2 separate regions of the Gasterosteus aculeatus genome follow, and region 1 is linked to region 2. Evidence: chromatin contacts called from public Hi-C data. All regions are on one chromosome and are shown on one strand. The core of a region is the stretch at or near the end of the contact, and the rest is flanking DNA. Distances in the headings are between cores, read along the strand shown.

Evidence for each region. A called contact is a pair of places that touch in the nucleus more often than the background predicts.
Region 1: a Hi-C map of whole body shows a contact between it and region 2, with 8 times the contacts expected there. The contact joins the enhancer-like site here to the promoter of hic1 in region 2. A contact is called at or near these places in 6 of 6 Hi-C or Micro-C datasets (blood and trunk muscle, liver, skeletal muscle and 2 more).

What each region holds. Positions count from the first base shown.
Region 1 is chr1:12,636,423-12,639,122 of fGasAcu3.hap1.1, forward strand. No RefSeq gene overlaps it. Among protein-coding and RNA genes, the nearest start is that of LOC120828661, 10 kb to the right of the region's middle. Within about 2 kb of position 1,334, at least 2 of the 9 cell types and tissues checked have open chromatin away from gene starts, as enhancers often do.
Region 2 is chr1:12,557,340-12,560,217 of fGasAcu3.hap1.1, forward strand. It overlaps hic1 (hypermethylated in cancer 1), which reads left to right and starts at 1,603. Exons shown (of 2, transcript XM_040176291.2): 1 at 1,603-1,813.

The sequences.
Region 1 (2,700 bases), core at 84-2,583, 79 kb after region 2:
CACAAAAACAAAAAAGAAACACACATTTCGCCGAAAGCCCCAAAGACAACATCCTGAGGATAACACATGGGGAACTTTTTGATGTTCATTTATGCTTTTTGCGGTGTGTGCACAGTTAATCCTGGTGAAAGTATCAGTCTTCACTGAAAAAAATGTGCTTTGTTCTGACTAACTTTTCTCAGAAAATGGACATATAATCACTTCTCCTCGATGGGCCAATTTAGCATTCTCATTGTGACCATTTCGAAATGAAGGCTACTGAGTGAATGCTCGTGTTGTGGTGTGACAGAAGAAGGTTACCCTGTTTCTCTTGTCCTTCCTGAACAGCACTTAATGCAATGCAATGTGTCATGATACCCTCCTAACAGGACATTCTCTCAGTAGACTGAACCACAAGCAGGTCAGCCATCAGCGGTAATATTGCACCTTCATGTGTCACACACTACTAAGCCAAAGCTGCTTCAGGAGACAGGAGTCTGTTTGAAGGTGGCCGCGGGCACCGAGGACCAACCATTATTCATAAACTAATGGCCTTAATATGCGGAGTCACATAGACAGACATTAACGAGGCAGTGACCCTTAGCAGGCCGGATTAAAACAATAGTTTATGCAGTAGTGCCTGTTGAGCTGGTAATATATCACCTTCAGTATCAACATACCATAAGTGAGTTTCCATAAATTATACACACTTATGGGTGTGTGTATACAGAAGTCCTCAAGCAGGTCTGGCACTTTAGTGTTAGCGCAAATGGCACGGTTGTTTATGCCCCATTCAGCTGGTAATCCAGCTGTTATACTAAGCGCTGCCCTGAGAAGTATGAGATGCACACGCGCCACACGTAGGGGCACACACACACATTTAAAAAATGTTTGAAATACAGTGAGTGGATGCGTTATCTACTTGAAAGGGTCATTATGATACACAACCGAAAGGACAAGGCTGGATATATTTTACTTATTGTCCGTGAAAAGATCAAGACCAAGCGCCTTACCTTAACTCTCCCCAACAAAGGCTGACAACTGATGAACCCAAACGCCGTGTTGCGTAATTGTAAATTGTGTTTTACAATAAAGCCCTCAATATAAAACTGTCAAACTCAAAGATCGTAAGTCAGTAAAATATCCAATGTACATACGTTAAACCCTCAAACAATAAAAACATCTCATCAACAATGTTTCACCCATAAGAAAGCATGCTGGCGTTGTCTTTGCAAGAGCATCTCTCCTGTGTGTCTTCGTCAGTGCTGACGAGTGGTGGTAACCCTGGCAACAGCTGCCGATGTGCTGCCGTCTCTTCTCCCCTGCCCACTGACACCCGTCGCACCGTCTACCTCGATGCAGTGAGTCACGATGCCGCGCGTCGATTTCTGATCCCCCCCGAGTGCACCAAGGACGTGTGCTGTGTACTGGAGTCAACATGTGTCACATGCTAAATGTTTACCACCTTTGCTATTTTTATGTGTATCTGTTTTATCATGAATTAGTTTCCCCCCCTTAAAGATCATTTATTTCAGTTAAACTGGCATTTTACAAGAATTGACTTCAGACGTCTCCAATAACACATCACTTTTTCTAATGGGGTTTTCTACCTCCGACCTTTACCACCAGGTGACACATGGTCTGTTTTTAGGAGTGTTGATGTGTGCGTTTCCACTCTGAAGTAGGCCAACGTATGGTCATCGCTGTGATGAAAATAGACTGCACGTTACAGCTTGATTTCCTACTGGGGAAGATGTTGAAACCAATGGAAAACGCTATTGGTTCAAACAACATAGAGTGAGCTAAAATACAAATAACTAGTAATAGTAAATAGTAATATACAAATTCACACAACGTGTGAACGCATATTCTCACACTCTTTAAAACACCTGCGCAATTTTTTTCTTCTCCCTTCTTATCCTTGCAGGGCTTTTCCCCGCTATCCCAGCTGTCAGTTTGCTTGTGTGATACATGTGTACAGGTGAAAGATTGCTATATTGTTTTAAGCCAGTGCCATGAGCCAGAGACTTCCAGAGTCCAATATGCAGAGATGATAAGCTTTGTTTTAAAGGCTAGCCACGACCCAATAACAGCTGGCTTTGCGTTCACGCACAACTTCTCATCCGTCTGATCAGGCCCAGGAGATCGTAATCACATCCATTCAAGATTCAATAACTGCTTCTGGAACAGAGAGAAGGGTGAATGACAAGAATGCGTCTCAGCCGAAGCACAGTGCCTTTCCTTTGACAGTGAATTACTTCACAGAGCATAGTGGACTTTTTGGTTGTAGGATGCACAGATACAAATGCAATGAAAGTGTAGATATATGTATAAGTCTGTGACTGTGTGCACGTGGGTGTGTGTGTGTGTGTCTGCTCTACCGCTAGGAAGTGTGAGCACAATTCAGAATGGAAGCAAACTCCACAACCCAGGTAACCAAATTCAACCAGAGTTAAGTGAACACACACAGCCAGATAGAGAAGCCAAAAAGCAGCACTGCTTCCCTTTGCTCAGAGACACAGAGAGATAACGGAGCACTATCGCTCTCTTTATGACGCAAAAACTACCAGACCTACTTCAGGGCGTTTGAATAGCTATTCATTTATCCTATATCCAATACCCTGTACAATTTAATTTATTTCCTGCACGCAGTGAAGGGAATATCATTTCATGTCAGTATTTTCAGCTGTATTCGAACTTGATCTTTTTCCCTAGAGGATC
Region 2 (2,878 bases), core at 353-2,852:
GTGAGATATGGTTTGTCTAGAAAGACAGCAGTGGAAACACAGAGAAACTAATATTAGGTTTTTATAGTATCACACTTAAAAAAAACTCCTTAATCCTCTCAAATAAAGAAACTCTACTATATTAAACTGACTTTACATACCAATGGTTAACACACTTATGTGTGTGATAAGCAGTATCTTGGTTTTGCTATCAAGCCTCAAAGCCCTTCGTGTTGTTATGTATTTCTATAAGCAACATGTGGCCCAAAGGGTTGTTGTCCAATTTAACAGATTTGGGGGCTTTTATTCCATACTGAGCTGCAAATCTTTATAAAATGCCAATTTTTGAATACGCGCAATCATTGTATATCTTAAATGCAATCTTTTACATCTAATACAATAATTAGATAAATAATTGTTGCATAAAAATGCAGTAATTGACAATAATGCAGTGCCAGTCTTGTTTTCAAAGGTGTGTAAATGAAAACAAAAAAGACATCAACGTGCAGCATGATGATATTACTATGTGTTTCCTTAAGTGGAAAAAAACTATTTTGGACTATGAATTGAAACACGCTGTCACATCCTTGATAGAATGAATCCATTCTCCCGCGCTGCTCTGCTTACCTCTGTCTGGGGGGTTATCAACAGTTCATCGAGGGAACATGGAAGTGAGAGACAATACCTTCCTCCACTCTAACGGGCTCTCGGGGTGGCTCGGATCACTTCAATGAAACACCAGCATCCATGCAGTCGGATCATTTCAAGAGGAAGACATGCATTACGAGATTGTCAGCTGCTGTTGTGATCAAAACAAACATAAATAGTCTGGTTAGTGCTTTTTAATGACCGGCGCGATGGTGAAGAGCAGTGTCATCCGTTTCAACACATCACCCCACATGAGGGTGGCTCTTAAAAGATATGAAGGGACATTAACAGACAAAGTTTTTATGGTGATCGAGGGAAATATCACATCTAACCGCTTATTCAACTGTTCAGATGAGTTCAAATTACAATTACACACACACACACACACACATACGTATCAGCCTCCACATCAACTCCAATGCTGTAGCCCCTCGTTAGCCTCATGTGGTTTTTTTCCTGATCACTCAATCCCCTCACCTGTATCAAGTCTCTAGCCCCAAGGGGTTTCCTCACATATAAACGTGTTGCCATGTCAGATTGTAGTTGTTCTTCGCTGTGAGGACTCTGTGGATCAAGATGTCGGTTTCAAGACCCCCCCTGTATTATGGACCTTTGATTATTACCCCTGCTGGACTCATTTGCCCGACTGATCACCCGTGTATAACCTTTATTAAATAAGTATCTACCTGGTCTCCGCTGTCGTTTTGCGCTTGAGTGTCAGTACTGCCTGTCAGGCCCTTAACAAACGCAGTGCATGAAACATCGACCCATACAGGCAAAGTGCAATCAAAAAAACATACAGCTTAAAAATAAAAAATGCAACAATATAACATAGACTTTCTAATGTACTGTGTGTTTTTCATACAGTAAAGCACAGAGTAAACTTGTGCCTTACGACTGCCAACTTCCTCCATTGGGTGTCGCTGTGCGCGTAAACTCTCCTCCGGCAGCTTTGGTCCGACCGGACCCCGGATCGTCACAAGTGTCAGACTGTCTTGTTAACACGTGAGATAGCGAGGGCACGGAAGAGGGTGAAATAAGCGGGGGACACCGAGGGCGGCGAGATTGTGCTCCATAGACCTTTCGAGAGACTGAGCGGGACACGGCGGATACTGCGGAGGTCCTAATGAGGGAATGCCGAGAAGGAGAGCAGACATACGGCCAGCGCTCCAGACATGAGCCCGAGGTAAGATCGAGAGACGGCAGAGAGAGAGAGAGAGAGAGAGAGAGAGAGAGAGAGAGAGGGGGGGGGGGGGGGGGATGTGATTTGGGCTGACGTGTAAGTGACACTTTTTCTTTAGTAGTCTATCATGTTGAGTTTATCCACGTTTGAATGTCTCACTGCTTGGAGCCGATAGTCCTGATGTTGCCCTCAGCGACGAGGCTTCAGCATCTGGATCAGATGAGCGCGTCCGGCCTCACGCTGATAGTTGAGATTTACAGTCACTCGCGCAACATTTTAATGTGATATTTCTCTGTTTTTAATCCTGCCATATTTAAATCCTACACCAACATGGTCTTGTGGAGAAGATGTTTGGCATAAGGACGCGGGCTTAAAGTGAAAGAAGGATCATCATTATGTTATGAGTCGAAACCCTTGTGGTGAAAAAACGTTTCCAAAAGCTGCAGCCTATAGGCGGGCTGTCACACTCTTCTCAGGGGAGGACTGCAGGTGAGACACGCCTTCTTTTACCAGGTGTATTATTTTGTACTTAATTAAAAAGCGTAGGCCTACTATGAATTAATACGTTTGAATGGATTATCCCTATGACACAATAAAGCAGCAGGATTTGGATTTATTTTGGCCTCAGGGACACAATGATATTAGATATGGCAGATATTGGAGGGGGGGTTCCAATTCCTTGAAGGTCCGAAACATGAAACGCTCCAGCAACGCTTGATGTGGGTCCAGGTGCCTCCATTATTAAAGTTACCTCCAAAGCAAATGTGGACTTCTTTCTCATAAACGCGCAACATACGTGCGTAGGCAATTGCTGCCTGTCTCTTTAAGACGATGTGTTGAGAAGTTCAAGTTGGGGTCAGTTGAAGTTCCTGCCCTCGATTTTACCTTTTTAGTTTTATTATAGACTGACATCACACGGGGCGCTAAAACACTTAAGGCGCATAGAGGCTCCATTATCATCCCGGTGCGTATTATTGCTGCGACTCAAAAATAGCAAAGGAAATTACTCGAAAAAAAAATAGGAGGAAACCGAAGTATTTTTTTTTTATAGCAGAGGATGAGAAAGAG